Linked DNA regions of Lactuca sativa: region 2 is linked to region 1. Evidence: chromatin contacts called from public Hi-C data. All regions are on one chromosome and are shown on one strand. The core of a region is the stretch at or near the end of the contact, and the rest is flanking DNA. Distances in the headings are between cores, read along the strand shown.

Region 1 (3,740 bases), core at 859-3,358:
GGAGACAACAGAGAAGACGATGTAACCGACCGCTGCTACCCAGAAGGGAATGGTTTCTCGCAAAAATACTTCGTTTTGTTGGAGGGTATCTTGGGGTTGGGTATTTTTGTCTGGATCTGTATTTATCATAGACAATAATGTTATTAAAACGGTCTGTACATGACATGACAAAATATGTATGGTACATGACATGTACATGACATGACAGACACAGACAGTTGTGTACATGCACCGGACTGGGAATGACGTAAATCAACAAAAATTGCAACTTTTTGTCCTGTCAAAAAAGTGGAACAAGGTGAGAAAGTCTGTCCAGTCATGTTCAGTACTCTCTTCTGTACTCTCTTTCTGGTGTGACAAACACAAGATAGCAGAGGTCACGTGGGGCAACATGATGGAACTAATTTTTGATGATGTAGCTTTGAAGTACTTACTGTTTTTGGAGTTCTTTTTTGAGGAGGTATATATGTTTCTGGCAGTGAAAAAGGTTATCTTGAGAAAATTGTACAGACCGTCGCCTAGGATAAGTGCAATCGCAATGAAAACCTAGGAATACAATAAACGATTAGACCACAAAAATCGATAAATATTTTATTTATATATTTTTTAAGCTAACCTTGTAACCATTTAAACTCTTCATGCTGCTTTGAGGTAAACTAGAAGGAAACCAATCGCCTTTGCGATCACCTATGAGCGGCCACATTATACCATAGGATAGTACAGCACCTGCAAGCAACGACAAGTTCACTAGATGTGAACATATCATCCCTGCTCCTATATAAGTCATACTAAAATCAAAATAAAACCTGCAAATAAAAAAAAAAACAACATATTTTTTATATTAAAACAAGCCCTCGGATCACGATTTATTATAAAGAATATACACAAATAAAGTAAGTACACACTCACGAGTTCGCATAAGCTTTTAACCCAAACGTGGGGAAATATGTGAAGCCACAAGTGCCCGAACCCGAATAAAACCACTGGAAAAAAGCCCACAAGAAACTACCACCGAAAAATTTGGTGAACCCCACAACTTGTTTCCTGTATAAAATCGTACAAATAAAAATAATGTTAAATTCTTTTAGTTCATTGTTCTGAATTCTGAGTTCTGAATGATACCTGGCCATTTTGTCGCCTTTGGGAGTGTGGAAACCATTGATGAGCACTGCTGTAGCTGTCCCACTAGGGTAAGTCAACTTATAATCTATGATCATAATCTGCAAAATAATTCATACTTCAAAGATCAAAGTTCAAACTCTGAAAGTTATATTATGTACAAGTCAAGAAGCAGAAGGTACAAACCTTTCTAAGAGGAACCAAAGCCAAAAGCCCAACAAAGCTACTAACAAACAAAAAGCCAGTCATCCAACCGATTCCAGGTTCTTTAAAACTCCCAGGTGAATTTCCTTCCGTATCGATTCCAGCTTGTTCGTATGTCTTCTTGTTCAATCCCAACAAATAAGATCCAAATCCACCTACAGAAATCGTTGACTTAATCAACAATTAAAAAAATGAAAACATCGTTGCATAGATCAGATTGAATGGAATAGAACCTCCAACGGCAATGCTGTAGCAAGCGACAGCACATGTTTGAATGATTGTATTCTCTTGTCTGGTGAACGGCGTCGTTACGAATCCAGCTTTGTGAACGAGCTTCGTCCATGTTCTGATGAACACGAACGCCAAAAGAGCAGCTGAGACATTTAAATTAGGTACGAGTCCAGTGGTTAAATTAAGCTTCATCACGATTACACTGTACATGATTCCGATCAATAAGCTAGCCACCAATCCTCGAATCGTGATGTGCTTGTTCCACGGCGGCAACCTCTTAACTGAGCCACCGTCGTCGTTTTCCTCGGGTGTCGTATGATCCATCATTTCGCTCTCTTCAATCTCTCTCGCCCCCTCAGTTGTCATAAATGCCTTATTCAAATTAGTGATCAAAAAGTAAGAAATCGAGAGGGTTTTCAGAGTTTGAATGATGTACAGTTTGCGAAACTGGGTGTAGGAGAAGGAATTTTGGACGACTTTAAAGATGAATTGAATGTACCTTCAGACGTGTGTAGTACAAATGGGATTAGGATTAAATGCTTTGTAGTACAATCAATTTCAACAATAATCGACTCATAATTGGATTTTGAGGTTCCAAGTGGTGAGTTGAAATATATGCATCCAACCAGTTGTTTGACTTGCTTTTTGTGAATTAGAAAGAGACTGGTTTGGTTGTGAATAGTTTAGAATATTTTGTTCCGTGAATAATCAAACCATGTTATATTTATGGGATATTTTCAAATTTAACCCTGCTTTTTGATTATATACCAAATGAACCCTTAACCTTTTTTAAGAAAATCTGGTAGCGATGTTCATTAATTTATTGGTTTAGTTTGTTTGGTTTAACTACTTAAACTAACCCAAAGACCCAGTAGGGTTTGTGTTTCCATTTTTGGTTTCAAATCAATAAAATCGAACTCGAAATATGGGTTGTCAATAATATGTTTTCGTTTAAATTAGGTTTTGATGATGTGAACTATTAATTTATAATAACAAAATTGATATACATATATTAGCACACCCGCTTGTTTTAGTTTATATTATTTCAAAATTCAATCTAAAAGTTAATATTTGTTTTTTAATCGATATCAAATTAGAACCAAAACCAAATTGGAATTATTAAACATGGTTTGTTTTGGTTTTTGTGTTTTTCTTACCCTAAAGAAATTAAGCATCTTCACTGTTTGAACAAGGGCATGTGAAAAGTTAAAAGTTAAGTTTACAAATGTAATTTATTATCGAATGTTCTCATGATATGGAGACTAGTGACCGAGGCGTAAATTAGAAACTAGGCGAATGTTCTCATGATATGGAGACTAGTGATTGAGGCGTATATTAGAAACTAGACGAATCCTCGTGCGTGGCGAGCAAATATAATATTTAATTTAGTGGCGGAGCGTGAACAATTAACTTGGGGGCCGAAAATATTATAAACTGAAATTAACATTCTAAAAAAAAACAGATTGTTTTCAACAAATAAACACCAAAAACAACTAGAAAAAGAATTACAACTCAGTCTGACGACCTTTAATGTCTTTAAATTCATCAATTACAGACTTCGAATCAATGTTTTCAGCAATTTCTCTTTCTATGTAAATCACCAAGTTGTTTGCGAGAAAATCATCCGACATCTTATTGCGAAGACGGTTCTTGAATATTTTTATTGCTGAAAATCTTCTCTCTGTTGTTGCGGTAGAAACTGGAAGTGTCAAGATTAACCTAACCACTCTATCAAACAAATAATGTCTCACGTTTCTGAGTTTCCACAAGACGCTTGCATAGCTCAGCAATAGTTGATACACCACTTAGCCTTGGATTCTTTGTCATATCAATATTAAAAATCTCCAATTGATATCGTAATTGAATCCTTTCTTGCTCCGTAAGATCTTCAGGATAATACTTCTCAACAAGACGACAAATTTGATCAATGTTAATCACTTTAGAAACTAAAGTAGGACTAAGACTTAACAACTTCATCACCTGATCATTGAATCTATTATTCAACTCATATAATTGTTTGTCCAATGTGGCTGTAAACAAATCCACTCGATAAAAATATTCAAAAGTAACATGATTATCTGTTTTACGAAGCCGATATCGAGTAGAAGTATAAGGAGCATTCATATCTGGCATATTTATTTCATGTTTTTCACAAAAAACTTTACTTGTGCAAGTAAAGACTCTCA
Region 2 (3,740 bases), core at 338-2,837, 160 kb after region 1:
CCTGTTACCTCCACCGAACCAAGCCATCTCCACCGTTTCTGCCTTCACTATGAACCACACCACCACCAGATTTACCAATTTTTGTCACCCCTTCCTTGTTTTGTTTTACCGAGAACCACATTCGGGTGATACTTCTTTCTCGCTCGACATTTGGGACGGTTAAAAGTTCTTATTCAAAACTATTGATTCCAAACCTGAGACCTTCGCTACAATCGTCGTTTACCACCTGCTACCTCCATTAAACCAAGCCCATCTCTACCGTTTCCTCCTTCACTGTGAACCACACCACCACCGATTTAACATATTTCATCTCCACCTCCCCTGTTTTACCGAGAACCACAACCGAAGCCATAACTTTCGAAGCCACTAGCAGAACCAGAAACCACCACCCTTCTATCGCCGGAAACACTACCACCTCTTTGAGCTCATGACTAAGAAAAAGAAAAGAAGAAGATGAAGATAAGCAATTGTTGATTTTTTGGCTGCGAGGAATACACATCAAAGGAATAAATCAAGTTAGGCACATTATTCATATACGTACAACTTTGTTATGCACTTGAATATTTATTAAGAGAATCTTGACTAAGCAGACGCATTTCATGACTACATTTATATTTTCAATCAAATGATTTATCGTATCATGGATTCTAGACAAGTCTACAAACGAGTGGAATCACAAGTGCTATGATTTTTGAGTTTACTTAGCTTTAAGATCGAACTCATGGGATAATATACAACATCAATATGTACAATATTATGGTGATGTGTCTACAAAAGCAGCATGATATTGTACATATTGATGTTGTATCTTATCCCATGAGTTCGATCTTAAAGCTAAGTAAACTCAAAAATTACAGCACTTGTGAGTCCACTCGTTTGTAGACTTGTCTAGAATCCATGATACGATAAATCATTTGATTGCAAATGTAAATGTAGTCATGAAATGCGCCTACTTAGTCAAGATTCCCCTAATAAATATTCAAGTGCATTACAAAGTTGTACATGCATGAATAATGTCTTTTCGTAAGTTATGTTTTGAAGAGAAGCAAGAATGGATATCATAAAGTCATTAATATCAGTAGGAGATGATGTGAGATTTGTTGTAAATGAGTAAAGAGAAAATGAATCAGGAGGGTAACCAACTGTTGCGTTTGTTCTCATTTGGTCCCTTTCCTTTTTTTGTACTCAATATACCATCGAACTTGTTGTTTGTGTTCACCATAACCCTTTGACCGGCTATCACAGGTCAAAAGCCGGTCAAAAGGGCTATGGTAAACACTAACAACAAGTTCGATGGTATATTGAATAGAAAAAAAAAGGACCAAATGAGTACAAACGCAAAAGTTAGTTACCCTCAAGAATCATTTTCCTTTTATTTAATTCAAAATTAATGTTACAAGACATGACTAACACGAAAAGGTACTACAAAATGAAACTTGTAAACACTAATTTATTTTAGTTTATTTATTTATTTTCTTTTTGAACTCAGGACCATAGATGTTATAGTAAAAAGTAAAAACGCTACGCCGATTAGATCAGCACACGTGGGCGTTGAATTGTCCCCAAATAAATACGGGTTCCAGTAGAACACACCAAATCCAACAGAAGAAGCAGACGACTGTAACTTAGAGGAAAAGGAAGCGAACGTTAGAGATGAAGGGATCGACGGAGACGAAGTTCTTGCAGGAACTAGTGCTGTATGCCGCCAGCGCCGCCCTCAGTTGCCTGGTGCTGTTCGCCGGCCTCAAACACCTCGATCCTAATCGAGAATCTTCGAAGAAAGCCCTTGAACAGAAGAAAGAAATCTCCAAGCGCTTAGGTCGCCCCCTTATTCATACAAATCCCTACGAGGTATGTAATTGGTTTATACGCTTACAGTCGACTAATTCAATCTCTTTGAAGATTTTACACTTTCTGATTGACGATTTCAATCTACATAGAACTCAAACATAGTCGTCTGTTCGTAGTTTCTGAAAAATTGTTATTTTACTGGTTTCATGTTTTTAACAAGTGCCACTACGAATTAGGGTTAGGGATTAAATTGCTACAAAGCCCATCGCTATTTGACGATTGAAACTGTGCGCCCCTTTGAATTGCTGGAAGAAGTTAAGAAGTATATTAGGGTTTATGATAAAGTTGTTGCCTTGATGCTCTGCTAAAGTGCTAATACAAGCGATTGTTATAAGAGTCTTGCATAAAAGCACTGGTTAATCGCTTAAGATAGGGTTTCCTGAATTGTGGAACATTCTAGGCTTCTCCTTGCAAACAAACCATCAATCTTGCAAAAATGCAAAAGAAGCACCATGTGCCTCTAGTTTGTTGATCTTTCTGGATTTGTTTTTCTACCATTTGCTAAAAGTCATGGATGCCTGATAACCTTTTTTTTTATCATTGTTTGCTAATAACAGGATGTGATTGCATGCAACGTGATAAACCCTGATCACATTGGCGTTGAATTTGACTCCATTGGAGGGCTGGAAACCATCAAACAATCACTTTATGAATTGGTGATATTACCTCTACGTAGGCCTGAGCTTTTCTCCTATGGAAAGCTCCTCGGCCCTCAAAAAGGCGTTCTTTTATATGGCCCACCAGGTACAGGGAAAACCATGCTTGCAAAAGCTATTGCTAAAGAATCTGGTGCTGTTTTCATCAATGTCAGAATATCAGATCTCATGAGCAAATGGTTCGGAGATGCACAAAAACTCGGTTAGTATTTTGATGGTGTTTTTTTATTTTTCATTTTTTTAAATCTTCTGTATTAATCATTTTTTTCTTTGTTTACAGTTGCTGCAGTGTTTAGTTTGGCTTACAAACTCCAACCTGCTATAATATTTATCGATGAGGTGGATAGTTTTCTTGGTCAACGCCGGACTACAGACCATGAAGCATTGACCAACATGAAGACCGAGTTTATGGCTTTATGGGATGGTTTCACTACAGATCGTAAGTTTTCTTTTTCAAAACTCGGATATAGTAATTAAAAAGCCAATTTTAATATTATAAATGGTTTAATAATATTTAATTTATGTAGATAATGCTAGAGTGATGGTTCTTGCTGCAACAAACCGGCCTTCTGAGCTGGATGAAGCAATACTGAGACGACTTCCACAGGCATTTGAGATTGGGATACCTGATCGCAAAGAAAGGGCTCAGATATTGAAGGTGGTTTTGAAAGGTGAAAGAGTAGATGACCAAATTAACCTCGACTCCATAGCTGCATTGTGTGAAGGATACACCGGTTCAGATCTTCTTGAGCTCTGCAAACAAGCAGCCTATTTCCCCATAAGGGATCTTCTAGATGATGAGAAGAAAGGAATTAAAACAAATGTTAGTATCCTTTTCCTTTCCCTTTGTCTGAATACAACTACAAGTGTGTTTTGTTGATGTTGATTGTATTATAGGGGCCAAGGGCATTATCACAAGCGGATTTGGAGAAGGTGGTGCTTACAACAAAGAAGACGAGGGTTGCAGCAAGTGAGTATAGTGGTTTGAGCAGCTCACAATCAGAAGTGTGGTCAGTGCCAAGGGAAACGGATGATTATCAAGCTGCCATTAGTGAGCTTTCAAAGATTGTTGTGTCACAGATTATGAACATTAGAGCAGAAAACCAAGATCGTGATTGAAGATCAATTCATATTTAAGATTTCATCTCCCTCTCTCAATTTTGATTAGTCAGGATTATATGTCATATTATGGTATGATGTACAATATACTTATGCGAAAAGTTATCTTATTAC

Evidence for each region. A called contact is a pair of places that touch in the nucleus more often than the background predicts.
Region 2: a contact with region 1 is called in a Hi-C map of leaf, with 2.6 times the contacts expected there. The contact joins the promoter of LOC111920404 here to the promoter of LOC111920401 in region 1. A contact is called at or near these places in 2 of 4 Hi-C or Micro-C datasets (both in leaf).

Annotation. Positions count from the first base shown.
Region 1 is chr9:65,679,942-65,683,681 of Lsat_Salinas_v11, forward strand. It overlaps LOC111920401 (metal-nicotianamine transporter YSL3), which reads right to left and starts at 2,109. Exons shown (of 7, transcript XM_023915981.3): 1 at 1,557-2,109; 2 at 1,306-1,478; 3 at 1,123-1,220; 4 at 910-1,044; 5 at 617-806; 6 at 435-546; 7 at 1-116. The coding sequence starts at 1,920.
Region 2 is chr9:65,844,482-65,848,221 of Lsat_Salinas_v11, forward strand. LOC111920404 reads left to right here and starts at 1,588. Exons shown (of 5, transcript XM_023915986.3): 1 at 1,588-1,851; 2 at 2,409-2,709; 3 at 2,788-2,946; 4 at 3,035-3,330; 5 at 3,405-3,740. The coding sequence starts at 1,654. The coding sequence ends at 3,626.